Linked DNA regions of Gossypium hirsutum: all the other regions are linked to region 3. The links are chromatin contacts, called in public Hi-C maps. All regions are on one chromosome and are shown on one strand. The core of a region is the stretch at or near the end of the contact, and the rest is flanking DNA. Distances in the headings are between cores, read along the strand shown. Region 1 holds the start of LOC107909692 (L-tryptophan--pyruvate aminotransferase 1). Region 2 holds the start of LOC107909693 (AP-1 complex subunit mu-2). Region 3 holds the start of LOC107909690 (pentatricopeptide repeat-containing protein At1g60770).

The links. A called contact is a pair of places that touch in the nucleus more often than the background predicts.
Region 1: a Hi-C map of leaf shows a contact between it and region 3, with 2.2 times the contacts expected there. The contact joins the promoter of LOC107909692 here to the promoter of LOC107909690 in region 3. A contact is called at or near these places in 10 of 34 Hi-C or Micro-C datasets (callus, fibers, hypocotyl and 1 more).
Region 2: a contact with region 3 is called in a Hi-C map of anther, with 4 times the contacts expected there. The contact joins the promoter of LOC107909693 here to the promoter of LOC107909690 in region 3. A contact is called at or near these places in 6 of 34 Hi-C or Micro-C datasets (anther, callus and leaf).

What each region holds. Positions count from the first base shown.
Region 1 is chrD02:60,580,272-60,584,529 of Gossypium_hirsutum_v2.1, reverse strand. LOC107909692 (L-tryptophan--pyruvate aminotransferase 1) reads left to right here and starts at 2,384. Exons shown (of 5, transcript XM_016837315.2): 1 at 2,384-2,750; 2 at 2,980-3,292; 3 at 4,148-4,258. The coding sequence starts at 2,644.
Region 2 is chrD02:60,563,259-60,567,429 of Gossypium_hirsutum_v2.1, reverse strand. LOC107909693 (AP-1 complex subunit mu-2) reads right to left here and starts at 1,327. Exons shown (of 11, transcript XM_016837316.2): 1 at 918-1,327; 2 at 562-708; 3 at 358-420; 4 at 54-230. The coding sequence starts at 1,046.
Region 3 is chrD02:60,714,126-60,718,602 of Gossypium_hirsutum_v2.1, reverse strand. LOC107909690 (pentatricopeptide repeat-containing protein At1g60770) reads right to left here and starts at 2,276. Exons shown (of 2, transcript XM_016837314.2): 1 at 1,876-2,276; 2 at 3-1,475. The coding sequence starts at 2,103. The coding sequence ends at 228.

The sequences.
Region 1 (4,258 bases), core at 1,135-3,634, 130 kb after region 3:
TTTCAAGAGAAATCTTAAGGCTTTTTCTTTTCTTTTTTTTTTTTGTTTTTTTCCCCGAATAGATGGGAGGCCAAGATACTTCCAGTTTAGGTCTAGGAAAGTAACTCCAAGGTTTTGTTGGATGGACTGCTGAAAAGTCTTGTATCAAGTGACAAGAAAATCGCCGATTGAGAGATGTTAACCTCTTGCCTCAAAGCCTCTTGAAAGAGATCTAGCTAAAATATTTCTAATAGCGATACAACTTCCTTCACTAGCTTCTACAGTCGTCTGAAAATAGGAGGTGGAAAAGGGTGGTAGAATATCTATTATACGGGTGAATCCAATGGGGGAAGGAAGGCCTCTTGGTTTTAGACCCCTTATTGTTTAGTTATACAATTTAATCCTTTTAACAGATAATTTTTAAATTTGCCCCCCCCCCCAACAATTTATATTCTTATACTATCCCACAACCAAAATTTTCTAGATTCGCTCGATTTATTAGTTTTATAGTCATTAAGAAAGCCTTCATGACTTACTTTATCAAGGAGAAATAAGAGGACGTTACCAGTGATGGTGAATAGACAAGGGGAGAGTAGGTACCCTTGGTAGGGTTGAGTATTCGATTGAGTCGAGTCGAATCAAATAAAAAAATTTCGAGTTAATCGAGTTGAGAAATCCTATTTAGCAACCAAATTCAATTTGAAAATTTTTCAAATCGAATCTAATCGAGTCAAAAAATTACGAATCAAGTCGAGTCGAGTTAATGAATCTTATTATTTATACTCAATGTTTTGTTTACATGGACCAAGTATTTATCTAGTAGACGAAGTACAAAATTATTTAACTACATAAACAATATAATAGTCTTAGTTTTTAACTTAATAGGTAAATATTTATCAAAACAATATAATTTTGTCTTTTAACTTAATGGTTTTGACTTTTAACTTTAGAAAAAATAAAAATTTATCAAAACGACGTAGTTTTGTATTTTCTTATTCAGATTTTCGGATAACTCGAATTGTGTAATTCATATTCGAGTTAAACCAAAAAAAATTATTCGAGTTGATCCGAATAACTCGATTAACTCAAATAACTCGAATTATTTAATTCAAAATTTAAATTTTTTATCGAATTTTTCGAATCGAATTTTGCTCACCCCTCCTTAGCTCATCCGCTTTCAAGTGAGAAACCCTCCATGCTAGAACCTTGTTGAATTCTAGGATAGTGTTGAATTCTATCCATTCCTCTGAGCCGGTGGATAGCATTTACCTTTTATGATTTTGGGTGGTGGCATGGAAGAAGCATGTCTTACAATTCCGTTGATTGAACCATTGGATTGTAGAGCATTGGGGCTAATGACATTCCTCCATTTCCATAATTTATCAAGTTGACGTTTTATCTTCATTGCTTCTTCTTTAGATTTAGGAGTGAGTGGTTCTTCTTGGATATAAGCAAGTCTTTTTTATGAGGAAGTCGATGTTTCTTCTAGAGTTTCCATGCTTGTAAGCCATGGTGAATGGCTAATAATTTCTCATTTAAGGTGATTTAAGAGTTGAGAGAACGAGGAGTTAGCCATTTCCCTTAAATTAGCTCTTCGTATTCTTAATCCAAGGTCCATTTGAGCTGGAACTTAAACATTCTATAGTGAAAGTTGTTATTGATGGGAGAGTGATCCGAGTGGATGGTGGGTCAGCAACTCCAAAGGCCGAAGAAAAGAGATCAATCCATTTCTCCTTACATACCATCCTGTCTAACTTTTACTGGATTGCCTAGATGCCTATTCAATTATTAGACCAAGTGACAGCACCTCCACTAATGTGCATGTCTATGCGATTGGAATCATCAATCCATTAGCTAAAAGATGCATTTTCTTGGTACAACTTGGTTCTCTTTTATTTTTTTGTCCTCAAGGTTTTTAATAGCAGTGAAGTCTCCTAAACGGCTCTAGGCTAGAAGAGAGCCCTCCCTCTCAAGTTTTTGATTTGATTTAGCACCTCAATTTTATTCCCTCAATAAGGGATTCCATAAGCAAAAGGTTATGTCCACCTCTAATAAATATGAATGTTGTAGGGGCGATGGGACGAAAGTCCTAGTTTTCTATCGGTTCTTATGCATTGTAACTTTAATCATCATTTACGGATATAATTTTTTTATGGAAAGTTGAATTCTATTTCTTTTCAAAATTAAAATTCAATCAATTATTATCAATTATATATTAGCAATAAATATCTTTAGGATACATTTATGAATAATGAAAACACAATGAACTGAAAACTATCCTAAAAAAGGGGAAGTAATTGTAATTTTGTGAAGAATCTACTCAACACCTTAACTTAGTGCCAAGTCTAAAACAGATAACTCTCCATTATAGTAAGTACATCTTTGGATATCGTCATTAATATTTCCGAGATATTTTGCCTTTTAGGCCTCATTGTTAAATTTTTCGTTGGTTTGATTCACTCAAAAAACCAGAATCCGACATGTTTATTGGAAACCAATATAAAATGAATTAGGGTTCATGCATCTATTGAGCTCTTGAATTTTGTCCCCCTATATATATAAACCCATATCCATCCTCCGTCCACATCATACCCCAAAACATTATTTGCTTGCTAAAGAAAAAAAAAATAGTATAATTTCACATTCACTTTTATAGAAGCCAAGATGGTGGTCGGCTTTGAGAAGGCAGTTTCCGCTACGAAATCCGTCGTGACCTCCGCCAAGAAGGCACCCACTACTCTCTCCTCCGACCGTGTCATCAACTTCGCTCGGTTTGTCCATCGCCTGCATTGATTTCATCGGCTATTGCATGTTTTTCTTTTCAATCATTTTCACCTCTATTTTATTATTTTTCCCTTTCTGTGGGGGGTTTGTGACTGTTACATTAATCAGTATTCCACTTAAATCCCGCATTGGTGCATGCAGTGCGAGGGATTTTAGATTTATTGGCTAAACCGAAAGCATGATAATAGGATTTGGTTTTATTTCTATTTTTCACAGTGGTGATCCTACCATGTACGAGTCATACTGGAGGCAAATGGGAGAGAAATGCACGATCGTGATCTCTGGCCATAATTTGATGAGCTACTTCAGCAACGCGGGACACTTTTGCTGGTTTTTGATGCCGGAGCTCGATCGTGCCATCCGGAGGTTGCATTGCGTCGTTGGAAATGCAGTGGTTGACGATGATCGATATATCGTGGTAGGCAATGGCTCAACCCAGCTCTTCCAGGCCGTGCTCTACGCCCTCTCTTCTTCCTACGACCCTGACACTGAGCCCCTCAGCGTCGTCGCCGCCGCCCCTTTCTACTCGGTTAGCCCTTTGATAAACTTTTAACCCTTCATTTTGGTTGACACGAGAGATTTTGACTTCTTTTTTGTTTTTTTTTTCTTTTAACCCAGTTAAATCAAAATCAATGTTGTCGTATTGGATTTATTAGGTTCTTATCTTATTGAATGAGGGTGGTTCAGGGACGGGCCAAGGGGTGTTTCCATGTTTATTAGAACATCTTCCATTAATGCATTCGGTTCCATTTTTCAATGACATTGGGAAACGTTTGCATTAAGGGGTTGTCATAAGCGGAATAGACAAATTACTGAGAAAGAAATGGGGACAATGGAACAAACATGTTTTCTTAAAAACATATTAGTTATCAAACATATGCATGCAAGCATTGTTTTTGGATCTTAGGGCGAACATGGTAACATGGACATGTCTTGCTTTTGAAACCATGTGGTGGGTCAACCCCAGATTCTCCACGGTCTGGTGAGAAAACCCACTCACCTTTCGGCTTTTTTTAAAAATTCCTACACCATGTTTATGATTAAAATGACATTTCATGGGCCAAGCTTAATCAAATTTATTAAGCGCCAACTAGGATTTATATGGGTGATTGGACTCCATCATGGTTGTTTGCGGAAAAATACCCAACCATAAACATTCAACACTATATTATAAGCGGTTTTTGAGATACAAAAGCCAGACATTACTCATGTTACGCACGTTTGCCGGAGACCATGGAGATATTCTAAATGATTTGCACATTTTCATGTGTTTCATGTCTCTAGTTTCTTCAAAAGATGAAATTAAACCTGGTGCTGCCACTACCTCGTCTTTTCCGCTTGTTGCCTACCATCTGTTTGCTAAAATTTACCTCTGAATTCACAGTCATATCCAGAGGAAACGGACTTCCTCCGTTCAGGGCTGTACAAATGGGCAGGCGATGCTTACTCCTTTGATAAAGATGGAGCATACATAGAGGTGGTCACTTCGCCCAAC
Region 2 (4,171 bases), core at 78-2,577, 150 kb after region 3:
CAAATGTGTTGATAAATAACTCAAAAACGACAACTATAAAAAAAGTGACCTACTTCATTCTTCTTGTAGTTTATTCCTTCACTCCGCCAAGAGACTGCATTTGTAACTGCCATTGGAGGTCTCTGTGTAACTTCCATCCTATAAGCATCAGTCTTGATAAACTCACTAAGTATTTTTGCTTCAGTGTATTGGGGGTAGCCAAAATCCATAATCTCATCAAGTAACTCATACTGGAAAATGCATAAAAAAAGAGCTAATTATAAACTCCTCTACTAAGATTATAAACCAATATGGTCCAACAACCAAAGCTGGAACTAGTTATCCTGAAAAAGAAAAGGAAGTTTGATTTCCTCATACCACTACAACAAAGTTATCCCTAAGCGATTCTTCTTCTAATTCCTCGAAATAATGCTTAAAAACCTGAAACATTAATTCAGATCAATATAGAGAATCGAGATCACATATTAGTACTGCATTAAAAAATGTTTAGAAAAAAAATTAATGCAATTGAAAATTTCAAAATAAAGAAGGCATAAAACTAAAATTACCGAATTGGCTTACATCAACTACACGGTGAAGGAAGAAAAGAAGACTGGCAGCATTGCAATTCTGCCTTGTTGCAGTCATCAAGTACACGTTGCTGTGTTGTATAAACATGTACGTAACTCCATTATCATACACCACTGGATCTTGCGACTGCGGATCTCCCTGCGTACCAAATCCAAAGGTCCACCGAATTCAATAATACGCTAACCACTTTGAGCACCATCAATTTAAAAACTGATTCGAAGTATAGTTAAGCTTAATTCAAATTTTAAAAATAAAAAAATTTAAAGCAACAAAGAGAAGAAATATATTTATTCTAAACGGGAAAAAAAATATCAATTTGAAATCTGAAATTGCACGAAAAAAAAAACCTCTTTTTCGATGAGTTTGGTGAAGAAGCGTTCAGCTTGAGCAGCAGAGACGTCGCCACGGTAGTCACGCCACACCAGAACACGGCCCTTTATATCTAGAAGAAATAGTGCAGATGCTGCCCCCGCCATTTCTTCTTTCGTTTATATTTTTTGCCCTACGAAATCCCTAGTAATTTTGCAGATCAGATCGATGCGGTTCACGGTTTTCTTAAGATCTGATTTGAATCAGAAGCGAGAAGAAAGATCTAACTGAAAGAAGTGCAACGTTGAGCTAGCTTGTTGAAGCTGAACCATATTTTGTTAATGATCGTTACGATCTGCCCTCTCCATACACACTAATTTACTTTTCTTTCTATTTCAGATTTTAAATGGAAGGCTTCAACCTTCATCTTCCCATACCTGTGTTTTTTTTCCCGGTGCCAAATGTTTTTAGACTTCATATTTCTAAACGACGTCGCTTTATTTCGTTTGAAACTCACGCGCCAATATCGTGAGTTGTTTTCGACATTTCCTACTTTATTTGACAATCTAATTTACATATAATTTACCTCCTAACTATAATATTTAATCTGATCGTTATTATTGGCTTTATATTAATCGTAAATAAATGTGCCATTCATTCAAAAGGGTCCTACATCCAGGGTAAAGTTAACATAAAATTTTAGAGGGCCAAAATTAAATTAAATTTTTACGATAATAAAAATATTATTTTACCATTTTAATTAGTTTACATTTTTATAATTTTTAAATGATTAAATCAAATTTTTATCATTTTTAAGAGATCCAAAGTATAATTATATCTTAACTAATTTAAAATTTTAAAAGGTCTAAATGAAAAAATTTCCATTTTAAGAAGGTCGGGACCCTTGTCAATCCCCTTAGCTACGCCCCTGCCTATAAAACAAAAGGGAATGACCGAGGTAATGAAAAAATTAATAACAAGAAAAGCTCAAAGTATTGAAGAACATTTTTGATTACTGAAAATACAAAATTACATTAGATAAAATGACATATAAATAGCTTAACTACATGTAACGTTAAAGCTAAAAAAACCCGCAACTAATAGCCCACTAAAACCTCAACTAACAAAACATAATCTGATCATATACCTATAAAATAGGAACCAACTTATTTGATAAAGAAAATAAGTAAATTAAAAAATCCAGTAAGATGCACTAATTTTTAACACTCCCCCTTAGTGCATGCTTACGATTAAGAACTCCAAGAGCATCTTTAAATTGCTGAAACTTAGGCTTCACCAAAGCCTTAGTGAAAATATCAGCCACTTGATCGTTGGTGCGAATGTTTACAAGCTCAATCTGTTCACTTAGAACCTTTCCTCGAACAAAATGATGTCGAACCTTGATGTGCTTCGTTCGAGCATGAAAAACCGGGTTCGATGCAAGCTTAATAGCACTTTCATTATCACACTTGATTTTTACAGCATAATCAACTTTGCATATGTCTCCAATCAACCTCTTCAACCAAATGCACTCTTGTGCAGCCATAGTTGCTGCCACATACTTGGCTTCGGTACTCGACAAAGCAACAACACCTTGCTTTTTGCTACACCAAGAAACCATTGCTGAACCGATGCTGAAACAATATCCCGAAGTCGAGTGACGACCGTTTGTATCTCCAGCCCAATCGGCATCAATAAATCCACTCAACATAAAGCTATCACATCTCTTGTATAGAAGACCATAATCAATAGTTCCTTTAACATAACCCAAATTACTCTTTGCTGCATCCATATGAATAGTTGTTGGATTCTGCATAAATTGAGAAACAACACAACAGAGTATGAAATTTCAGGCCTTGTAATGGTCAAATAGATTAAGCTTCCAACAAGTTATCGGAACTTCCTTGCATCTTCCAACGGCCTCCCATCATCTTTCTCCAACTTCAAATTCGGCTCCATTGGAGTAACTTTTTCTTTCGACTCCCCCATACCAAAACGCTCCAAGAGATTCCTTGCATAGCCTTTTTGAAAAACAAAGTAACCTTGATCTGATTTTTCCACTTCTAGACCAAGAAAACTTCCAATCTCCCCCAAAATTTTCATCTCAAAACGAACAGACAAGTCATTCCTCAAATTACAAATTTCTGATCATTATCTCCAGTTATTATCATATCATCAACATATAATAATACCAAGAGATATGCACCTGATTCCAATTTTATAAATAAACTAGAATCTGATTCAGAAACTCTAAAGCCATAAAAAATGAGATATTGAGCAGCTTTACCGTACCATGCTCGTGGCGCTTGCTTAAGGCCATATAACGCTTTCTTCAAACGGCAAACACGATCGGGAAATTCCTTAGAGACAAAGCCAACAGGTTGCTCCATAAATACTTCACGATCTAAATCTCCGTAAAGAAACGCATTCTTTACATCAAGCTTCCATAGTCTCCAACCTTTAAACGCAGCAAGCGAAATAATCGATCTCACAGTCACCATATTTGCTACTGGGCTGAACGTCTCCTCGTAGTCCAATCCATAATTTTGAGAAAAACCACGAGCCACTAAACGAGCTTTAAATCTATCAATGGTGCCATCCAATTTTTTCTTCATACGAAAAACCCATTTACAAGTGATCGGTTTACAATTTTCTGGTTTAGGAACCAACTCCCACGTCTCATTTTTGTCTAAAGCTTCAATTTCTTCTTCCATGGCTGCCTCCCATTTTGAATGGCCTTTGGCTTCTTCATAACTTACTGGTTCTTCATCAGACGCTCCAACAAAGAAACAAAAAGTGATACTGCAATGATTAAGCTGCACCTCATAGTCTCTGAGATACTCAGGTTGTCTCGTTTCTCTGGTAGACCTTCTCACTCTCTGTTGCTCACCACCCTCATGTCATTGAACATTCTGACTTGGAGTTGGTGTTGGAGATTCATTTTCCAACTCATCATCAGTGAATGGTTGCAAATTAACTCTTGGAAATAGCTCATCCAAGTTTTCACCATCACCTTCAAGAACAATATTTTCTGCAGCAAATCTTTGAGTGGAGTAGAAAGATGATACTTCATCGGACACGACATCTCTCGAAGTAGTAAACTTCTTCGTATCCGGATCCATACACCTCCATCCCTTCCTACAAGAATCATAGCCAACAAATACACACTTCTTTGCTTTCGGATCAAGTTTAGTTCTTTTCGATTTCGGAACATGTACATAACAAATAGAACCGAAGACTCAAAAATAATTCACATTTGGCTTTTCACCATATAAAATCTCAAAAGGAGATT
Region 3 (4,477 bases), core at 1,027-3,526:
GATGAAAAAAAGAAAGATCCTATCTCATAACATATCATACGAGTTAACATCTTCTCACAAAAAAAACAGAACTTGAGATGGATCATGCTATACTACTGTGCATTGGTTCAACACAATAATTACCAATTGCATTTTATTATAAAAAAAAAAAAAACAGCAGCTAATTATAGCTATTGAAAATCACTTCTCCAGGAATTAGAACTTTAGAACAACAAATTAGAGAAAAATCACTCAACCGAAATCACTTCAAGCAATTGCTTACTTGCGTCACTCACTTCCACCTTTTCCATCTTCAAACGGCGACGCATCATGGGACTTGTCCTTCCAGCAGCTGCATAAGTTCTTATCAATAATTCAAACACTTCCTCCCCAACACGGTCTACAGCTTTCTTTAAAATCTCTACAAAACCTTCGGCCCCATCAACATCTTTCACTTGCTCAAAATGACGCATCACTGTCCCAATAGTTTCAGATGATGGGACCCACTTTCTGCCATCTCCTCTGCCAGTGGAAATTGCATTGGCCACACAATCAACAGCCAGCTTGGTGTCTCCATTTTTCAAATAATAATCCAAAAAGATCTCCCAAGTTTTGGCATTAGGCTTCGCCCCTCTTCTACGGGCCCTCTCCTTCAGCTCTAGAGCTTTTTCTAGCAAACCCTCCTTGGAATAAGCTCCAATTAAGACATTTGCAATCCGGATATCATAAGTAGAGCAACCCGATTCCCATTCTCTAAAGCATTTCTCAGCTCCGGGTAAATCTTTCAAGTTTACTAACACCTGAATCATATTCAGATAGCTTATATTGGCTGTTTTGTGAAAAGAGAGCCTCAACGAACGCCATATTCGATAAACTTCATGCAAATTTCCCATTCGGCCATACAATGTAATTAGAAACTGGAAAGCAGAAAGATTTCTGTGGGCATTTCTCTTTTCCAATTCCTTAAGTGCCTTCTCTGCCTTCTCAAACAAGCCAGCATCAACATAAATTGATGCTATATTGCTATATGTTGTCCAATCATCAGCATCCTCAGCATCTCTCTTCATTTCCTCAATAACTCTTTCAACCCCAGAAATATCATTCATAGCAGCCAGAGCCCTCATCCAAACGTTGTACGTAAATGAATCTGGTATGACACCACATGATTTCATTTCCTGTATAATTTCTTGTACCCTTTCAGGCTGGCCAATCTTTGTGTAAAGAGTCATGACACTATTATAAGACATAGAGCTTAAAGGAAGGTTAAGTTCCTTCATCTTTTCCATCAGAGCTTCAGCTTTTTCAGTCATCAATTCCTTACAGTAACAGTTGAGAAGGGCACCATAAGTTAGATGGTTTTTCAATGCTTCAGGAAGATCGACGAAGTAATTTTCAGCAGCAGGAATCCCTTGAGCTTTGGCAACCAAATCAAGATGGATTGCCTGATCACTAACAGTCTTATTCATGCCCCGCTTAGTCGCCATCATTTCAGACAGCTGTAAATACAAATGTAATGACATACATAATCCATTTTGAATTAGGAAGTATTGAAATCAAACATAGAAACCTACATTCATAAGAACATTCTGAACCAAGTATTAGCAACAATTATATGCAATCTCCACAACAAAAGGAGAATTATATGATAATATGAGTACATTGTCTATCCTAAAACGCTTCTGAATCTCTTTCACTTGATTGTACAATATAACCCAGTCGTAGTTTGTAAATAACTATACCGCGTAATCAAAAGCCAAAGGAATTAAAAATAAAAAAGGGCCAAGATTCGCACTACTTCATTAGACAAAATCAACAAAGTTTCATATCTATTAGAACACCATAAGAGAAATTTCGCAATACAAACCCCAGGCTTTGATCCAAAAAAGGAATACGAACCTTGAGAGCAGGGAAATAGAGCTTACGGTGGCGAAGCTTCTTGAGAGTCTCGTCTACTTCCCATTTGTAGACACGCTTGGAGCTCTTGAGGAAGTGATTAAGCTGCTGCCGCACGCTAATTTCCGAGCCGCCTTCCTTAAAAAGCCGTTGGAAAAGTGCTTCTTCTAAGTACTTGTTTGACCTTCTCGTCACATTCTTGGTCCGTCCCAATTGCTGCATCAACGCCATTGATTTGGTTGAGTGAGACGGGGTTAGGGTTTTAGGGTTTCTTTTTATTATTTATTTTGGATTCATTTGGTGAAAGAAATTTTGGGAAATGAAAGAAAAACCCTTGCTGAACAACACCCCCCGCCCTGATTAACTGAGGGAGCCAGCCGAGCCGGCTTTGGTTTCTGGATTTGGGCTTAAAACTTCGGCTTTTCGATTTGTTATATGTGAACCATTTGAAATTGAAAATGTGGCCTTCATCCTTTGAGGCTTCCATTTCGTGGTAAGGTTAAAAATAAAATTATATACGTAAATTTGTTTAAATGTATATTTTAAATTTTAATTTTGATTTAATTATACATATTTAAATAAATATATTAATTTATTTTAATATTGAATAAATATAATTATTTATGTATGTAATATATAAACATAAAATGATGTTATATCAATAATTGTGTTAATAATTTACAAGAATTGGATCAAATCAAAATTTCATGTATAAAATTGCACAAAATCAAAGTTCATATATACAACTGCACATTAAACCATAATTCATATATAGTTTTGATATTTATTCTAAAAAAATAATGTATTCAGATACCGATAATCAAATACTGATTAGGGAAATGCGTTCAAATGTTTTAGTTTGCAAAATAAGCAATGGAATCAAAAGTTTAGAGTTTTTTTTTAAACTACATCTCAAAATTATTAAATTATTAATAAATTTATTTTTTAGTTACTTCAAGAAGTTATAAAATTGTCATTAAATTATTTAAAAATTTTCATACAGGTCATTAAACTGTTCAAATTGTTGCTATATGACCTTCTCCATTTGCACCGTCTACACTGATCGAAAGTTCTTCTTTTACTTCTCTTCTACAGTTTATTTTCTTTTTCATAAAACAACTCTAAATGTCTCAAATATAATGACGTGATTTCTATTGGTATCGAAAAAAAATCAATTTCGAAGTTGAATTTCCTAAATCAAGCTAACCTGAAAATTTTATTTGAAAAATTTACGTGTCGCATACGAAACTACAAAATCGAATTATCAAGTAATTAAATTACATAAGTTATTAATCATAATAGATAGGCTAATTTACTTTGTCTAAGAAGCCAGTATTTCACGCATACAACAAGAATATTGAGATCACTATCATAAGATTCATGATTTGGTTAGTTTTGTTCGTTACAAGACCAAGTCGTAGATATTTTTACCAGACCGGCTAAAGTAGATGTGCTCTTGAAGCTTAAGAAACTGATGGACGTGATGAAGTTAGAGAACTTGGTTTAAAGGGAGCTATGATGAAATTGGACTGAATTATTTATAAAATATAAATTTATTTATTTTTTAATAATAATAAATTTAGTTTTTAATGGTTATATATATATATTTAATTTAATTTTTATTTTTTAGTTAAATTTGATCATTAATTTTTAAACAAGGGTCAAATTATTTTTTTAACGGAAATATTGATTAAAACATTAATTTTTTAATGATATTGTCGTGGCAGCAATTCACAAGATTTCAGGTTGACTTGACACCAATTTTTTTAATATATTATGTCAATAAATAATTTAAAAATTATAAAAAATGAAAAGTTCATAAAAATTAAAAAAGAAAAAGTATGAAATACATGTGGATTATTATGCAAGTTGTCATGTTTAAAAACTTAATGTTTTAGTCGATATCTTCGTTTAAAAAAAACAATTCGACTCTTTTTGAAAGGTTAGTAGTCAAATTTGAATCTATTTAAAAGGTTGTGAGCCAAATTCAGCTAAAAAAAGAATAATAACTAAACTGACAAAAGATATAAACGTTAAGAGTGTGCTTGGTTGGGTGAAAAAGATATGTATATTATTTTAAAATTATGCAATTTTCAAATGTTTTATTTTATTTTCTTTATTTTTCTAACTCTAGCAAGTAATGGATGGAAATAAAAAAAAATTCCTTCCATTATTTCATTTTTCCTACCAAGCATGCCTATAGAAAGAAAAGTTATGTTTTTCATCCTTCTAATTTTTTACCACTTCAATTATCCATCATTGCAATATTTTCACTCTACCAAACAAAGGCTATGCCCGAAATTTGCTATTATACATTTTTGCTTCTATGGAGTTTTAATTTGAGTAATATAACTTTGCTAAATCTTTTTTACTTAGATTTGTTTTTGGGTTGGGTTTGAGTTGACTTAAATAAAATATCCATACTAATTATTAGTGCTTAAGCCAAACCCAACCCAAAGTATAAGCTCTATATTCTATCTAGGCCGGGCCTTGACCCACCAAAGTTATAAAAAAAAAGGCAATGAGACCACATATACACTAGATGACCTATGCACCAAATAAATGTATAGGAATTTTTCAATCAAAGAAACTATGCAAGACCCAA